Linked DNA regions of Rattus norvegicus: region 1 is linked to region 2. The links are chromatin contacts, called in public Hi-C maps. All regions are on one chromosome and are shown on one strand. Each heading gives the region's core, a stretch centred on a gene start, on an enhancer-like site or on the middle of the called end of the contact. The rest is flanking DNA. Distances are from core to core; before and after follow the strand shown. Region 1 has its middle 65 kb from the start of Vps54. Region 2 has its middle 26 kb from the start of Rps28-ps5.

What was found. Hi-C and Micro-C count contacts between places; a contact is called where the count stands out from the background.
Region 1: a contact with region 2 is called in a Hi-C map of psoas muscle, with 6 times the contacts expected there. The contact joins two enhancer-like sites. A contact is called at or near these places in 12 of 12 Hi-C or Micro-C datasets (the A7r5 cell line, the Rat2 cell line, Schwann cells and 7 more).

Annotation. Positions count from the first base shown.
Region 1 is chr14:99,535,653-99,540,265 of GRCr8, forward strand. No RefSeq gene overlaps it. Among named protein-coding and RNA genes, the nearest start is that of Vps54, 65 kb to the right of the region's middle. Within about 2 kb of position 1,764, at least 2 of the 93 cell types and tissues checked have an H3K27ac peak or open chromatin away from gene starts, as enhancers often do.
Region 2 is chr14:99,162,620-99,167,608 of GRCr8, forward strand. No RefSeq gene overlaps it. Among named protein-coding and RNA genes, the nearest start is that of Rps28-ps5, 26 kb to the left of the region's middle. Within about 2 kb of position 3,117, at least 22 of the 93 cell types and tissues checked have an H3K27ac peak or open chromatin away from gene starts, as enhancers often do.

The DNA of each region.
Region 1 (4,613 bases), core at 514-3,013, 370 kb after region 2:
GTTCCTTCAGTCTCTGCTCCTAACTTTGCCTCCTATGTTCCCCCTTTTAAGAAGGAGTGAGGCATCTGCACTTTGGTCATCCTTCTTCTTGAGTTTCATGTGGTCCATGGATTGCAACTTGGGTAATTTAAGCTTTTAGGCTAACATTCACTTATCAATGAGTGCATATCATGTGTGTTCTTTTGTGATTGGGTTACCTCACTCAGGATGATATTTTCCAGTTCCCTCCATTTGCCTATGAATTTCATGAAGTCATTGTTTTTGATAGCTGAGTAATATTCCATTGTGTAGATGTACCACATTTTCTGTATCCATTCCTCTGTTGAAGGGCATCTGAGTTCTTTCCAGCTTCTGGCTATTATAAATAAGGCTGCTATGAACATAGTGGAGCATGTGTCTTTTTTATATGTTGGGGCATCTTTTGGGTATATGCCCAAGAGAGGTATAGCTGGATCCTCAGGTAGTGCAAAGCCCAACTTTCTGAGGAACCTCCAGACTGATTTCCAGAGTGGTTGTACCAGTGTGCAATCCCACCAACAATGGAGGAGTAGAGAACCAAATATGCACTCTGAAATGCTAAGCCATATCTCTCCAGCCCTATAGTACTTTTTGGTAAATAGAAGATTCATTACTTTTCTTATTGTTGTAACAAAATTCATGAGGCAAGCAACTTAAGGGAGGGAGGGTTTGTTTGTATTCCATCAGAGCATAGAAGTCCTGCGGCCGCTTGTCACATTGTATCCATGGTTGGTAAGGGAGAGAATTGCTGGTACTCAGCTTGCTTTCGCTGCTTTTGCCTTTCTAGCTTGGATCCAAACCCACCAAATGGCACATAATGATTGGCTGGCCTTCCCACTTAGGTTAACCTTAACTAGAAAGTCCTTCACAGATATGCCGAAGTTTATCTCCTAGGTGATTCAAGATCCCGTGAGGTTGACAATAGTAACCATCGCTAAAGGTAATCCTGTAAGAAAGCAGGGCAGACAGGTAGGCTTCCGGCATTAAGATTCTCCACCAAGTCTGACTTTTTACTAAGAACTTTGCAAATCTGCGTCCAAATAACCCACTGTACTCTGTAATTTAGCAGATTAGCTCTCACGGCTGTTCACAGGTCTGGAATGGAAAAGGGGTATTTCTGCTATCAGATGCATTTCCAGTACACAGCCGATGACTTACGTTCCAAGTCTCTGGGGCAGCTCTGTGTGGTCCTATGTCCTGTTCAGAGCCCCTTTCTCAACCTCATGCTCACACCTGTGCCCTGACTTGGCCAAACTCTCTTGGGCCATCCAACTAACTCCTTAGAGACAGTGTCTCTGGGGCCATCTCTGGAAGATGCCCACATATCACCATGCCAGGGTTCAGGCTCCTGTTCCCCTCCCTTCTGTAATAAATCCATCGTTTCGAGTCCTGATGCTTGTATCAGAGGAAAACAAACGCAAAACTGAACTGTTGAAGCCAAAGCCAGCTGTGCACTGGCTCTCTCCCTCTCCCAGGGAAAGGCTGCCACCTGCTGTAACACATTAGCATTAGGGCTTTCTCAACCAGGTCGTCGCACACTCATTTCCTACATTCAAAATTAATGTGCATACAACCTCACTGCCTGCCGTTCCCCGGGCCGGGCTTGGAAGCAGGAATGAAAACTATGAGCACCGGGGAAAGTCACCCACATGAAGGGCACCCGAGAGGAACTGTCATCTCCAGAATGAAGGGTGCCCCTCATCACTCAGCTGTAGCAGCAGCTCACATTAGCTTGTTGTAATCATAGGCAGTGCTGACTGGCTTTCTGCTGCCTCAGCCTTTCGAGCTCTGTGCCCTTACTCTCCGCAGCCCTAGCAAGGTTCTGACAGACGAGAAGACTGAAGGAGAATAAAGGTTGAGAACTTGAGGGACGGCATCTCTAAGCCGGATCCTGACTCCCTGTACCAGACTCAGAAATCCAGCACCATGACTGGAATCCAGAAATGTGACTATTTTGTCACACTAATACTTTGTTTGTGGCCAGCCTTCTTGGTGCAGTCAGTGTGCCCAAAAGAAGCAAGTTTGCATGAGGAAAATCAAAGTGAAAGAACTGGGGGCATGACACCCCCAAATTTGCTGCTTGGATGTGCTGATCTCAGATTGGAATCCAAAAATCAGCAAATACAGGGAAAGGCTCTTTCTGAGTTTCCTTCTCTGCCCCAAGAATAAGTTTTGTAAAAGGAACTCAAGGGTAGTAGGTCCCTCCTCATCTGTTGGAAGGGTCTCCCCATCTCTCCCAGATCGCTAACTCTCTGCTAACTTGTCCATCTTCCTCCTGTAGATGGAACATCACCTCTCTCGTCTCCTTTCATTGGCTGACGGCTGGTTCTTTCTTCTGCTCTGACAGCCGCAGCATACGTGCACTTCAGTGGCTTTTCTCCTGCTACTCCACTTCCGGTCAGATAGTTCCCAGATGTAGCTATTTCCAGAAAAGAAACTTACCAGGTTTCCTCCAGAGGCTGCCAGATACTGTGTGGGTATTTGACGAAAGTGCCATCCATGCCGTTACCCCAAAGTCAGAAAGAGTAAAACCAGGCGGCAAGACATTTTTTTAAAAATCTTGGAACACAGAGAAAGGTCTCTCTCACACAAAGGCCGAATGGGGTGATGGCGCCCACTAGCCCAGTCTCCAGAGTCCCATCGTCTCCTCTCCTCCACTTTCCACCTCCATCCTGGGCTAGTTACCCTGGCCTCCTCCAGCCTCTATCTTCTTCATTTACCAGCAGTTCTAGGAACTTGACAAACTAGGGAACTACTTAGTGATGATTTCAGTGCTGGGTAGACTTAAATATGGGTGAACTTGTGTTTACAACTAAATACCGAACTTCAAGAAAATTTTACAATTAAAAAAAAAAAAAGGAGCTAATACAAATGGGTTCTGAACAAAAATAGCCTTAAAAAGAAAGCCTTGGAGCAGGGGAGAAGTCCTCTGAATCCAAATGGTCAGCCCTGAAACATGCATACAAGTAACACGCAGACTGAGCAGGCTATACTTAGGAATATGTAGCTGGGTGGATGGTTCAAGCCTTTAGTCTCAGCACTTGGGAGGCAGAGGCAGTTGGATTGCTGTGAGTTCAAGACCAACCTGATCTACATAGCAAGTTGCAGGACCACCAGAGCGACATAGTGAGACCCTGTCTCAAAACAAAACAAAACAAAAAAACAAAAGCAAAAGACACACAAAAAAGACATACACACACATACATACACACACACACACACACACATACACATACACACATGGAGTGATATAAGGGGGGGACGATGTAATTAAATTATTAAAATTTTAAACAAAAGGGAAAAAATTTTTTAATGCCCTGCTGTCTGTTTTTGATCTTTCTGAGTTTGGGGCAACAACATGGCTTTTATTATGAATAGCAGTTGACAGCCTCTGGAGGAAGCTGTGTTAGTTTCTTCTCTGAAAACAGCTCTACATCGCTGCCCACTAACTACCATTTGCAGGTGCAGAGGCAGGAAGTGAAGCTAGCCACACAGGCGGCAATGTCAAGAAGGGTTGGGAGTGTCAGGAAAGCTTTCCTGAGTTGTACCAATAGCTAAGAAGAAAAATGAACCCTTATAGGATCTGGCCCTATAGTTCCTGTGTGAGAGTGTGTGTGTTTTCTGTCTCTATAGTACATTTTGTGTGTTCGTGTACATGTGCATGTGCGTGTGTGTATGTGTGTGTGTGTGTGTGTGTGTGTGTGTGTGTGTGTGTGTGGTGGGGGGTTGGCCCTAAATTACATTGTGTGTGTATTTGTGTGCCTGTGTGTGTTTTCTGCCCCATGTGTGTGTGGTTTTTTTCTCTATAGTACATTGTATGGGGGGAGGGCGGGGAGAGACAGAGTCTAGTTGTACAGTAGTCCAAGTACTCAAAATTCTTCCTCTGCCTTCCACTCCCCTTGGCGTTGGTATTTCAGACATGCACCACCATGTATAGCCATCAACATTTCATTTATCAAAACATTACATAATCACACTGAACATTTAGAATTCTGTGTTCTTACATTTTTTGTCTCTGATTTTCCACTGCATTTTACTGCCTCGAGCTATGTTTCTATTATGTCCAAATCCTGCTGCTAAAGATTGAATTTGTTAGCTGTTCATTTGAGTTAAGAGTTAATGGATACCTTTGTAGCAAGCACCTTTCTCCTTCAGTAATTTACTATCTATTATAGTGAAAAGCCCACAGTTACTTTCAACAAACATCTATTAAACAAAACAAGTTATTTATAATCAGTTATCAAGACTGACGCTGGGTTGGGGATTTAGCTCAGTGGTAGAGCACTTGCCTAGCAAGCTCAAGGCCCTGGGTTCGATCCCCAGCTCCAAAAAAAGAAAAGAAAAGAAAAGTGACGCTTAGGTTAAACATTAAAACAATTCCAGTATAAGCAAGCTGAATATCCCTTGATACAGATCACTAAAAAGGGCTTTCTAAGGGAATTTTACGCATGTGCAATATCAAAAGATAACACACCTTTCCAGTGATAACATTATTTTTAAATCTTGCTAAATTAACAAGAGCTTAAGATATGAGAAGGTTGTTGAAATGAAAGGTCACGAAAAGTCTGGGTCACTGTGGAAAATGTGGGTCATGT
Region 2 (4,989 bases), core at 1,867-4,366:
TATCAGTGAACTACTTAACACTGGGTCAAACACCTAGATTTCTTTTTACATTTAGACTATCTCTTTTCCTCTCTCTCTCTCTCTCTCTCTCTCTCTCTCTCTCTCTCTCTCTCTCAATCTCTCTCTGTCTCTGTGTGTCTGTGTGTTTGTGTTTCTCTCTGTGTCTCTGTGTGTGTTTCTCAGTGTGCATGTATCTGTGTATGTCTCTCTGTGTCTGCACGTGTGTCTCTCTGTGTATGCGTCTGTCTGTATGAGTCTGTGTGTATGTGTTTCTGTGTGTATGTCTGTGTGTCTGTGTGGGTGTCTCTCTGTGTGTTTCTATGTGTACCTGTGTGTGTGTGTCTATGTTGGTATGTCTCTCTGTATCTCTCTCTGTCTCTGTGTATGTATGTGTCTCTCTCTGTGTTCTGTGTATGTCTCTCTCTCTCTCTCTCTCTGTGTCTCAGTGTCTCTATGTAAAATGTGTGCCTTTCTCTGTATTATCTGTATCTATGTGTATATGTCTCTCTCTCTGTGTCTCTCTGTGTATTCTGTATATGTCTCTGTGTATGTCTGTGTCTTTCTCTGTGTACATGTGTCTCTCTGTGTGTTCTGTATATGTCTCTGTGTGTGTGTCTGTGTGTCTCTGTATGTATGTGTCTCTGTGTGTTTTGTATGTCTGTGTATCTCTCTCTCTCTCTGTATGTGTGTATGTGTGTGTGTCTCTCTCTCTCTCTGTGTCTCCCTGTGTATTCTGTATATATCTGTGTGTGTATGTGTCTCTCTCTGTGTATATGTGTCTCTCTGTGTGTTCTGTATATGTCTCTGTGTGTGTCTGTGTGTATGTCTGTCTCTGTATGTATGTGTCTCTGTGTGTTTTGTATATGTCTGTGAATGTGTCTGTGTATGTGTCTCTGTGTGTGTGTCTGTGTGTATCTCTGTGTGTATGTGTCTCTGTGTGTTTTGTATATGTCTGTGTATGTGTCTCTGTGTGTATGTGTGCGTGTCTGTGTGTGTGTGTGTGTGTGTGTGTGTGTGTGTGTGTATGTGTGTGAAGGTCAGAGAAGAACTCACGAACATCGGTTTTCTATTTCTGCCTTTCTGTGAGTCTCAGGAATGGTGCTCAGACTTGGCAGTGGGCACCTTACCTGCTGAACTCTCTTGCCCAACCTTGGCTGATTTTTTTCAATACTTAACACTCCTGACTGAGGGTCATGCTCATAAATCAGGTACTGCAAGACTGAGGAAGAAGTGGGAGACAAATGGATTCTGGATGAGAAGAGAAATTTTTACAGTAGTTATTCAAGAAGTAAACCTGAGTCCAACGTACAGACCAGGACCTGACTCACAGTTCCTTTTGGAGTAGACAGATATCCTGGATAGAGTAGGCATAATTGGCCCCCAACCTTGGTTGCCAGAATCAGACCAGTGAGTCGTGCCCACTCTGACGTGTTTGGCCGTAGCACTGCCTTGGAGGATGAATGACCAACCATGTGGAGTTCGTCTTCAGGAGAGGGCTTAGACAATTATCTTAGAGCCTGTGGAGAGGTTTTCCCTTTCTTTATAGGCTGGCACGTTGCGAGTGCATGAAAGTAAGATGCAAAAAGGAATATTCATAAAATCTCAAATATCTCCCAACAGAATGCTGATTAGAAAAATCAAAATAGTAATTTTATAGTAGAACCCTATCTGGCAAGTGTCACCTCAAAAAAAGTGGTCAAAGGAGACCTTGGCATCAACTGGGCAAACGGGCATATATGGCTTCCTGATGCCAAGCATGTAGAAGGGTCCAACATCATTTCTGAACTATGTCTGACAAAAATGCATACCTCGATGAATCGTGAGGAAACAAAAAGAAATCAAATGGGAACGTTCTACAAAGCATCAAGCTTTAGTAAGAACAATTAAGGACTTTAGTGAGGTGGGTTTAACTTGTCAAGTCTGATGGCATGAGTTCCGGTCGTGGGACCCACTCGGTGAAAGGAGAACCAGTTCCTACAGGATGGCCTCTGACCACCATCCCGACAGGTGCCCCTTCACACACACACACACACACACACACACACACACGAATAAATAAATGTAATTTTAGAACATCAAGGTCACAAAATACAAAAGAAGAAAATTTGCAAATTAAAGAGAAAGAAACATTACAGCTAAATATGCCTTGGTATAGGTTATGACAACAATAAGGGGTATTGGTGAAGCGGTCCTGGGCAAATTTGAACAAGTGTGGGTCTCAGATTCGTTCTCTGCTGTCTGGATGCGGCCAGCACAACGGCAGGGCTAAGTCCGAGAAAGGTGGCTTGTGCGGGGCAAGTGGCCAGAGTCCTGGGTCCTGAGACAGCTACAGTGGTGCAGTCTGCAGCAGCGCTGTGCTGTGAGCCCTTTGGCCAATGAGAAGCTGGCCAGGCAGTGGGAGGGGGTCAGAGATCCAAGGTTGTGTGCTTCTTCCGGAGAGCCCTCTCGCAAGTATTACGGCTCTGTGAAAGCAGCCAGTCTCAGATGATCCTTGGTAAAATAACTTGTTTGCTTTATTCCACGCGGACAGGGACGACATGAACCTGCGGCGGGTGAATGTTTTCTATTGGCTGAGGTTGAGATGTCGGGGACGCTCTATTTGCACGGGGCAGGACTCCAGGTGCTGCATCACGTGACTGACTGCCCTTGGTCCTCTCTGTTGGAGGTTCCACGTTTCAGAGCAGGTACAGAGACAGGGAGGGAGTGGCTCCACTCCTGCCCTCTCAGACCTATGAGAATGCCCGGCCTTGGGCACCCTCCACCTCACGAGTTCTTAAACCCGGCTGGTGGCCCGGCCCGCGTGCTCTACAAACAAGCTTTGCAGATTAGATAACACCGTGGTTTCAGCGTCAGTGTGTCGAGTTATAGCACGGCTGTATAAAAGAACGTGTATCTGCGAAGCATACACTGTAGAGGTGCAGGCCGGCGCGTCTGTCATTTATGCTCAGAGAGTTCAGGGGAAAAAAGAAAACTATACGTAGAAAGAGGAAAAGACAGAAAAAATTTTAAAGTAAATGTGGTAAAATATTAACCTTTGGGGAACTTAAGAATACTGTATGGGAGCTGGGTTTAATCCCAGTACTCAAATAGCAGAGGGACTGAGTTTGAGGCTGGCCTTGCCTACACAGTGAGTTCTTGGTCAATCAGTGATGGATCAGCCTGATTCCATCGTAAGATTAGAAACCATATGGTCACAAGGTCAAAACAGATTCATTTCTGTTTTCTGTAAAACTTAAATTTGATCATGCCTCGACCTTGAATTTGGTGTGTTCTACTCCCTGTACCCTGACCTCCACCCTATGCCCTGATAAGATGTTCTGCCAAGTAATTTTGACATATTCATCCAAATTCCTACATAATCAAAAAAAAATCCCCCAGCCCTTGGAAATCCATTAATCTTGTGGTTTTTAAAGCTATATAAACTCCAGCGTCTTCTGTGTTCACCGCTGTTGTTTCAAACCCTGCTTTAGGAAGAAAGCCCTGTCTGACTGAAAATAAAGCTTGCCCAATTAGACTAAAAGATTTTGGATAAAGATCTTTACTCTTGTTTGGTGGGATTAACATCAGGGCTACATAGAGAAGCCCTGTTTCAAAAACCAAAAGGAAGATGGTGGAGGAGGAGGAGGATGGGGAGGAGGAGGAACAGGAGGAGGAGAAGAAAGAGAAGAGGAGGGGGAAAGATGAGGGGGAGGGGGAGGGAAGAGGGAGAGGCAGGGGGTGGGGAGACAGAGAGAGAAAGAGAGTCAGAGAGACAGAGAGAGAGAGAGAGACAGAGACCATATGGGAATCTTTACTTTTGCAGTCCGAATTATTTCACAATGTAAAGTTTAAAAGCATCTCATAATAACACGGCTGTTTGTTGAAGACAATGGACACATATCAAGAGCTTTCTAAGTAACCTTCAAAGCTCTTTGTGTGCATAATACCCCGTAATCTTCACACTAACCCAGAGTTATGGGTAGGCTTATCTCCAAATGAAACGGAGCAGCAGGTTAAGACAGGATGAGAAACTTGGCCAAAGAGTACTCATTAGCCATGGTAGAGACACAGCGAACCAGGGGTGTCTGATCCCTAGATACAGTTACTGAGGATGCTGGGCTCGGTGATGGGGTAGGGGGATGGGGGTGGGGTAGGGGAGATCTCAGTGACATCACAGCATACAAACATACCCAGTGGTTCTTCTGAGACTTACCACAGAAAGGCAGGTGAAAGACTAAAGTAACTTATTTCTACCTCAGACTTCGCCCTTCTTCAGGCAAGCAGGTAAGGCCTGAGACTAATTCTGGCCAGTAGAGGTGAGGTGACCCATTGTGGCGAAGGTCAAGCATGTAGGGGTCAAAGTGCTTTCCCCAAGCTCTGGCTTCCCCTTCTAGTGCATGAGTTGAAGTGGAGAAGCCTCAGCCTGGAAAGCACCGCTTCCTGGACCCTGGAGTCTTGGCAAGGTGGAAAGAGGCCTGAAGACCCTCCTGCTCCTGGATTTTGTATGAGTTGAAGTAAATCTGCTAATCGAAACTCTTGAGATGTGCATGCCAACTGAGGAACAGATCCTAACCTCGCTACATGGGCAGAAGGGCCTGAAGGCCTGCAAGCACTTGAGTGGCAGCTGAAGGAGTAACTGGGGGGCGAGTCTAAGGGGAGAAACCAGGGAGGCAGAGAGGACTCTGTGTGGATCGGAGATGTGCGCCCCGTTATGAGAGAAGAGCTGTGATCTATTCACCCCGGTTCATCACTTTCTAAAATTATTTGGGGATAACACTGCCAGAGCTTAACTAAAGATCACCCAAAAACCTAGATTTAAAATGCGGACTCTCGATGGTTAACTACAGTCTCCTAGGACACAGCTGAACACCAGGCATCCTTGTGTCCTAGGAATGTTGCTGCCTCCTGTGCCTTCTGTCCTAGGCTCCCACAGCCCAACTCCTCTCTTTAGGTCTTTGCCAAATCCCACCTTCTCCATGGCAAACCCTTTGCAGGCCCACCCCTTCAAAC